2 separate regions of the Mus musculus genome follow, and region 2 is linked to region 1. The links are chromatin contacts, called in public Hi-C maps. All regions are on one chromosome and are shown on one strand. Each heading gives the region's core, a stretch centred on a gene start, on an enhancer-like site or on the middle of the called end of the contact. The rest is flanking DNA. Distances are from core to core; before and after follow the strand shown.

Region 1 (3,867 bases), core at 506-3,005:
GGAAAATGGGGGAGGAGTCTGAGAGGAGTGGAGGCGTGGGAAACCGCTGTCAGGATGTACTGTATGAGAGAAGAATAAAGAAAAAGAGAAAGAATAAAAAGCAAGACAAAAACCATAGCTAGCTGATAGTGACCTTGAGCTTTGCATCACGTGCCTTTATATCTCCTTAGTGTTGGCATTACAGGCTTGTGCTGCCAGCTTGGTTTAAGGAGTGCTGGGTATTGAACCCAACACTTTGTGGATGCTATGCCAGCGCTTTGACAACTGAACTAAGTCCCCGGCCTTCACATTTGAGTTCTGGGCAGAGCGATATGTTGTACAATACTGTTTGTTGATGCTGTGCATGAAAGCACATCACAGCTCTCAGCTAGTCATGGAGCCGCAAGGTTAGCCACCATTCATAAGCTGTGGATTGCCTAACCTTGGTGTCTAATGTGTTTTGACGTGTGCCAGTTTGAATTTAAGACAAATTTGTTGTGACATAACCCATCAGAAGCTGAGGAGTGTCTGCTTTCCCTCGATCTCATCTTTCAGCCATCCGGTAGCTTCGCTTTGAACCAACTGCACAGACATTATGTGCTGGTATCATTGAATTTTACTTTATGGTGTGTGGGTGGGTTTTGTATCCAGTTTGGTTGTGAAAGTCATCCATGGATTTCCCCACCACCACCCGTCTTTGGTTGTTCTGTCAGTTTCTATGCAAGAACACAGAAATAACCAAAATCTATGTTATTGTTCATCTTATCAGGCTTTAGATTTGAATAACAAGTTAACATCAATCACAGAACAAGACCAATATCATCCTTAACTGGCCACAGCCTAAGAAATACTATTGTCTATACATGATGTCTGACAACCCTGGTTGTACATTAGTAACACCCTGTTGCTATAATCAGGCTGATTCTTGGGTTTCTGTTGCCAAGAGCCTGTGACTAAATTGTTCTTGGGTCTTGTGCTCCCAGGTGATTGTAATGTGTAGCCAAGCTTGATAATTGCTAATGTGAAGAAATAAACATTTGGAAAAGCGTTTCTACCGTCTGTCTGTTCTGCACACAGGTCCCTTCCCCCATCATCATTACGCTGCGTGGCTCAGGTGAGGCTGACTCACTCCCAGCAGCTGGGGTTGTCAAGACATGGAAGCACGGCGCATCAGGTGTTTCATTTCTCTCTGAGGACGGAGACAGACCCAGCTGAATCAGTGAAAAAAAAGCTCCCATGAGATTTCGAAGAATTCTGACAAAAGAGGCCTTCCTTTCCCCAGAAACTGAGCTTCTAGATCATCATAAGCCTGCCTCTTCCAGTTACTGTCTCTACTCCCCAGATGAGGGAAATTGATGTTAGAAAGAGAAGAAAACATTGCCGAGAAAGGCAAATAGTTGAAGGTACTCTGATAACACCGTTGGTGGTTTGATTTGTTAAAACAAGGTTTTACTGCATAGCCCTGACTGGCTTTGAACTGTTGACAGTCCATTTGCCTCAGCCTCCCAACTAACTAGGATTATAGGGAGGTATGAGCCGTTATGGTTAGTTTGTAGATGTTTTAAAATTTTAATATAGGATATTTCATTTCATCAAATTACAGAACAACTAAGAAGCTCTCACTTTGAGGTTTTTTTTTTTTTTTCCTCTCAAAAGAAATTCCTGCTTCTGGCTAGTGTGTGTGATTTGCAGGCATCCACTGGTATGAATGGAATCTTTGAACCTTGTGCTCAAAAGCAGAGCGCTTTGTACAAGGCTGGAGGGCAAAGTCGAAGAAAGGTAGTGGGCCTGGCTCTGGACAGGCTCAATGGTGTCATGTGCTAGTTAACTTCTCGGATTCCCTAGCTGAGTGGCTTCCTTCTAAGCTTTGATGACTCATGCTTGGGTGAGCTGAGCTCCTGCGGTTGCCGAGCCTCTGATTAGCTCTTCTGCAACAGCACACCTACAGACCCAGACTTCTCCATTTGCCGTCGTTGAGCCCTTAGGCTCAGATATGCTCCTGGAGTTCCCAGTGTGGTGATCAAATACTCTTTTCTCTCTCTCTCTCTCTCTCTCTCTCTCTCTCTCTCTCTCTCTCTCTGTCTCTCTCTGTCTCTCTCTGTCTCTCTCTCTCCCCCCCTTTCTCATTTCTTAGGGTTTTGTTATTTATAACTTTAAATCTAGATTAATGTGTTTCTTGTGTTTCATCAAGTTACAGTCAAACGTGTTGCTGAGTGAGTATTAGAAATTACCAATTTTTTTTCTGTACTGTTTTGGCTTTGAGTGTGTAGTAGGTGTATTGTGCTGGACCTGGATCTGACTGTCTTTTGGGAATCTTCGTACCGTGGCCTTATTCACAGGGCTGCTTCTGTCCCATCAGCCTTCCCTCTGGTCTGGTGGGACATGTTTCATGGGCAGTGATCCCTGTGTACATTGCCATTCCTTCCACTTTGTCCACAGCCAACACCCTTTGCAAACAGCTCTTTATTTAACCTTCCTTAAGTTGTCCTATTCTTAAACCCTGAATGCAACCTTTCTTGCCATTGTCCCAACTGATAGCAGATTAATCATTGTTCCAGTGACACAGTAGATTCTGACTGACAGTAAGATGCTCTCCAAAGGACTGACATTCTCACTTTTAATTACATCTACCGCACACGCGTCAAAACATTTCAACATACTGCCCAAGGGTTCCCTCCCCTAAACATGAACAATATTTGTCTATTGAGGAGAAATTAAATTTAAAACAAGCTAGAAGCTTGTTTCCCCTGACTCATTTGTCAAGTATAACAGGACTTGAGCATCTATATATGAAGAACTACTTGCTCACCTCAGAATTTCTTTTTAATTATTTTTTATTTATTTTTATTTATTTTTAATTTTTTTTACCTCAGAATTTTTTAACCAGGGGAAATATTGTTTTTAAATTTTCCCTTGGTCAATTTAAATCATAGATAAAGATTTTAAAGTAGCACAAGAAAAAGACGATTAAGAATAAAACTTGGGGGTGGGTGTAATGTGCGTTTCCAGCCTCTTATTTTCTTTCTACTCTTTCTCGTCTCTGTTCCTTTGCGCAATGGTGAAGGCCTGAAGTGCTAGTCCATTCTTTCTCATTATCAATCTCCTCGCTTCAACCGGCAGTGTTCAGTGTTAGCATTCTTGAAACTGTTGCTTGTGGGGCGTGTTCAGTGGTACTGATATGGTGTTTTTAGTTGCATACTGGGAATGAATCGCAGTTTGGCTATTTCCCCCAGTAGCCAGTAAGAAAACACATTTAAAAAAAAGAGAGAGAGAGAGAGAGAAACCTATCAACAATAGTACCAAAGGGCATAAAACATTTATGCCTAACCTTAACTAAAAATGTTCTTGGTACAAATGAAGACAACTCTATAACTTATTGAAAGCATACAGAAGATGAACAATGTAACAAAGGCAACATAGCTCTCTGAACCGCCCCTTGGCTGGCAGGCAGAGGAGCACAGCAGACGCCAGCACATGGCTCTTGGCCTGACTCAGGACTGGAAAGTTATTTGACTACTATGCACTTTGGTTTCTGCATCTTGAAACCAGGAGAAAGAAAAATCTGTTCTCCACAGGACTATTGTGAGAGTCGAGTCAATCACTGTAAACAAAATGTTTAGAAGTGTGTGGCACATCGCAAGCCCTTGCTGTAGGTTCAGTAGTTATTTTCACCATTTCTTACGTCAACCCCCAATTCCAGCACCATTTTTACAATCATGGCCATCAGAGAGGCTAGCCACTCACCTTGTGTCAGTCACACTGTGCATGACTGGATTCCTGCTCTGATCTATCCGACTCATGCTTTGAAGATAAGGCAGAGATAGTCATTCTGACTTGGGCAGTCATTCTAGAGTTCTTCTGAAAGAATAAACAGAAAATTTAAAAAGA
Region 2 (3,867 bases), core at 707-3,206, 380 kb before region 1:
TGTACTCAGTTTAATAATTACTTGGTGCTCTTGGCACCTGTGGATCCGAAGGGGCCAATGACTGCTGTCAGCTTGCCAGTTATATTTGAGCAGTTTTACATTCACACTGGGGTCCCAGGGTTCGCCAATCTAAACATTTGACTCCTTGGAATCTTTTTTATCCGCCTCGAGGTAATGGATTGAGAAGTCTAAGAGTTATAATTAGCGCATTCCCTCGTACAGCTGAGTTTGTGTTTCTGGATGGAGCAGTGGTTTATGGTGTTTGGCTACCTTGTCCCTCAGGGATCGTAGCCCTTCAGACGTTAGCTCATTGATTCTTGTAACGCTGCTCCCTGTGAGTTGTGTAGCATGATTACAGGTTCCCTCTTAACACTAGTGTTCTGCATCTCCCGGGCTTGTGGAAGGCGAGGGACGCTTCGGTGGGGTGTGAGGAAACAAAGGGGGGAAGGACAGGATGTGGCTGTTTGGTGAGCCTTGATGAGATGTTCCTTCCTGAAGTTCCTGACATGACTTAGTGGACCTAACTCTGGGAAGTGACAGTAGGGACCTGGTGTTGGCTGTGCGTTCTCCTAGGGAATGTGTGCTAGTTACTTTGCTGCTGTCACAAAGTAAGTTGCAAGGGCTGCTTAAAAAAAGGGGAGCATTTATGTTGGCTCACCATTCAAGTGTGCAGACTGTCACAGAGAAGTCATGGCATGGTGGGGGAGGTGGACACACTGTACGCACAGTCAGGAAGCAAAGAGAGAGGGATGCTGGCACCCAGCTAAGTCTTGAACCCCCAACTCTCGAATGGTGCCACACAGGTAGGGTGTGTCTGATAAAACCAAAGCCAGAAACTCCCACTCTGACACTTCCAGAAGTTCATCTCCAGAGGATTCTAGATCCTGTTTGTTGGCAGAGAGAAGAACGGAGATTAAAGGTAGGAGTCCAGGAGAATGGAGGAGGTCTTTAGCAAATGAGGTGATTAAATTAGGTACCTGGACATCCTTGGGGAAAGACCGGTGGAAGAGCATGTGTGCTCTTAAGGTCAAAAGAAGAAAGCCGTTTCTGCTGCATTTCTTCTCTGCCAGTCTGTGTACACCTTGCTCTCGTCCTGAGTTTGGAGACCAGAAGTTGGAATTCCAGACGTGAATTCCATTGGATTACAGTCTGATTTTACTATTGCCAAGTTTCAGATGGATATACAGACTGTACCAGTATGCATCTGGGGTCCTTCCTTGTACCTGGTATGTCTCACCCTCAGCCTGTGGGCCAGCTGTGGCCCAGGAGAGCTGTGAGTATGGCCCAACACAAAACTGTAAACTCACTGAAGTATTAATTTTTTTCACAGTCTCTTTTCAGTAACATCATTCTACTGTTTCCGAGCATGACCTTTGTAGAGGGCCTTGCATTGCGTTATCTATAGGTCATGTGCCAGGTAAACTATTTCTGCATGACTTGGATAATGTACAGTGAGACAGACGACATCTTACCTCTGGGTTGCTCTGAAGAGCTTGGCAATTTAGGACTCAGCTCAAAGGGTGTGCACATAACTACTGCAAGTGCAGGGAGGCTCTAAGCCCCTTAGCGTGGCCCATCTTTCCTGACTCTCGCAGAGGAGCAACCCTCTTGGAGCCAGTGCTTTTTCTGTCGGGAGGGAGGTTTTGCCTGGGATGTGATGCCTGACTCTCCACCGAGTCATTCTCGTCCATCAGGAGATAATGGTGGAGATACGCTGGTTAGTAATCTAAAACCTTCACTATCCCGGCACCTCAAGAATCCTTCTAATTAGTCTAGATGATATGTTAGTCAGATTTGCTTTCCACAGCTGGAAACAGCCTCCCTGCCTCCCAAGCCCCCATCTCTTTATGAACTGCAAAGTCTAGATGCTGCTTTCCAGTCCCCACAGCCTGCCTGGGAGTGAGCGAGTGGACATTGGCTCCTAGGCAGCTCTTGTTGATCAAGCTGGTTTGCGTGCTTGGGTGGAGACCAACCTTGACCTTGATCAGTGGTGATTCTGTCCACTTCTGGTTTTGCAGAGACACCCTCTGGGGTGTTAACCCTGAGATAACCGTAATGTCACAGTCGTACCCTTACACAGGGCTGTTGGCTGATGGACTTACATTTGTAGCTGTCTCTTTACTCTCAGGCCTTGTTCAAAGCTATTTGATCTTCACTGCCTGTTCCCTAGAACTCTAATGAAAGCCCTCTGAGCAGCAATTCAGTAGTCTTAGTAGAAGACCTTGGAGAAAGGCTGACAGTGGGCCTCCCTCCCATGTATTGGCTTTACCAGTGAAATAAAAGACTGGAAATTCAGCTAACTATAATTTGTGACATAAACACAGGAGATAGACACTACACATATAAATGTCTCTTAGCAAGCATGTTGGTAGGAGTGAAAATTAACATAGTCTGAACCTTGTCACAAATGATGTCAGCCCTCTTTCTCACATACATTGAACAACAGAAATCACCCCTATGGTTGTGTGGTTCACTAAACCCAGCTCTTTAAAGAACTACATGTGCCAGGACCTGTCTTGCATCCAGAGTGCCAGCCTGTCTTTCTCAGGGGAGGAGCAGGGACACACACTCACTCGGTATTATTGATTGGTGTGTCACAGTGCCTGAGATGCTGTGATGTCCACTGTAGACAGAGTTGGCTTAAGCAATGGACATTTGTTTCTTACAGCTCTGGAAGCTGGGAAGTTCAAAATTTGGTTTCTGCTGCGTCTCCTCTTGATGGCTTACAGAAACATTGGTATCCCCTCACATTTATGTCTTTTATAAAGACAAAATCTCCCTATGTCCTTCCTGGTGTCCTCTAGTACCTCAGAACCGGGAAATAGAGCTTTAGGTGGGAGAACACAAGCATTCAGTCCCTAACAGCTGGCTTGCTTGGAGTGTGCTACCTAGGATCGATGACTCCTCACACTGGGTTAAATCAGGCCAGGCCATGTTTAAGGCAAGAAGCTCAGCTGAACCTCCTGAGGCTCAGAACTGGAACTACCCCGGCATCTGAAGCTTTTCTGTCTGCCCCACGTGTTCTGTCTTCAGGAGTCAGTCTTTCCTGCAGAAGGGTGGCCTCTGCAAGGCTCCCCTAAATGACTTGTTCTCAGCATCTCCACCAATTTCTACGTCAGTGCTTGCAGCCCCTTGACTGTGGTTTGTGTGGCCTGGTCCCAGGCCCATGGAAGCCGGCACTGTTCCGACCAGAGTGCATTGCCCAGTTAGCTGTGGCCTGGATGAAGATGCTGCTGTTGGAGACCATTGGAAGTGTTGGCATGCTGTGTATTGTGTGGGGTTTGTCTTAGAGTGGAGGGACTTCAAGAGAGGAGATTAATGAGGAAGGCAAAAGAGTTGTGAGGGCATGGGTTCTCTGCCAAGAAATCTGTTTCTTTTTTTGAAGTAAAATATACATAAATGAAATTTATGAGTTTAGCTTTTCATAAGAATTCTAGTAAATTAAGGATTTAGGCCAATGTAAGCATCTTGATTTGAGTTTTTTTTTAATTTCTTGGTCATCTACATTTTCTTTTCTTTTTCTTCTTTACTTTCCTCTTCTTTTCTTTTCTTTTCTTTTCTTTTCTTTTCGATAGTGGGCACATACTTCTCTTAGTCATTAGAGAGGTCATTTGAAATGTCAAAAGTGGACAGTTTGGGTTGGAAGGTTGCTCAGTGAGTAGTAGAAGCATTTGCCACTAATTCTGATGATTTATTCGAGTTCCATTCCTGGCCCACGTGGTCAAACGAGAGAGCAGACTCCCACCGTTGTCCTCTGAGCTCTACATGTGTGCCCTGGCACGTTCATGTGCACACGAAATAAATGTCACCCAAAAACTTTAACATGGGGTGCTGTTAAAACGTTAACATCTGTTGCTGGTCCTGCTA

The links. Hi-C and Micro-C count contacts between places; a contact is called where the count stands out from the background.
Region 2: a contact with region 1 is called in a Hi-C map of liver, with 3 times the contacts expected there. The contact joins two enhancer-like sites. A contact is called at or near these places in 1 of 484 Hi-C or Micro-C datasets (liver) and 1 of 9 other capture datasets (adipose tissue).

Annotation. Positions count from the first base shown.
Region 1 is chr1:51,507,234-51,511,100 of GRCm38.p6, reverse strand. Gm17767 (predicted gene, 17767) reads left to right here. Exons shown (of 4, transcript NR_151621.1): 4 at 1,057-1,596. Among named protein-coding and RNA genes, the nearest start is that of Nabp1, 31 kb to the right of the region's middle. Within about 2 kb of position 1,755, at least 220 of the 459 cell types and tissues checked have an H3K27ac peak or open chromatin away from gene starts, as enhancers often do. A contact at or near this core is called in liver, where this site is marked.
Region 2 is chr1:51,890,305-51,894,171 of GRCm38.p6, reverse strand. All of the region lies in intron 1 of Myo1b (myosin IB), which reads left to right. Among named protein-coding and RNA genes, the nearest start is that of Myo1b, 24 kb to the left of the region's middle. Within about 2 kb of position 1,956, at least 17 of the 459 cell types and tissues checked have an H3K27ac peak or open chromatin away from gene starts, as enhancers often do. A contact at or near this core is called in liver, where this site is marked.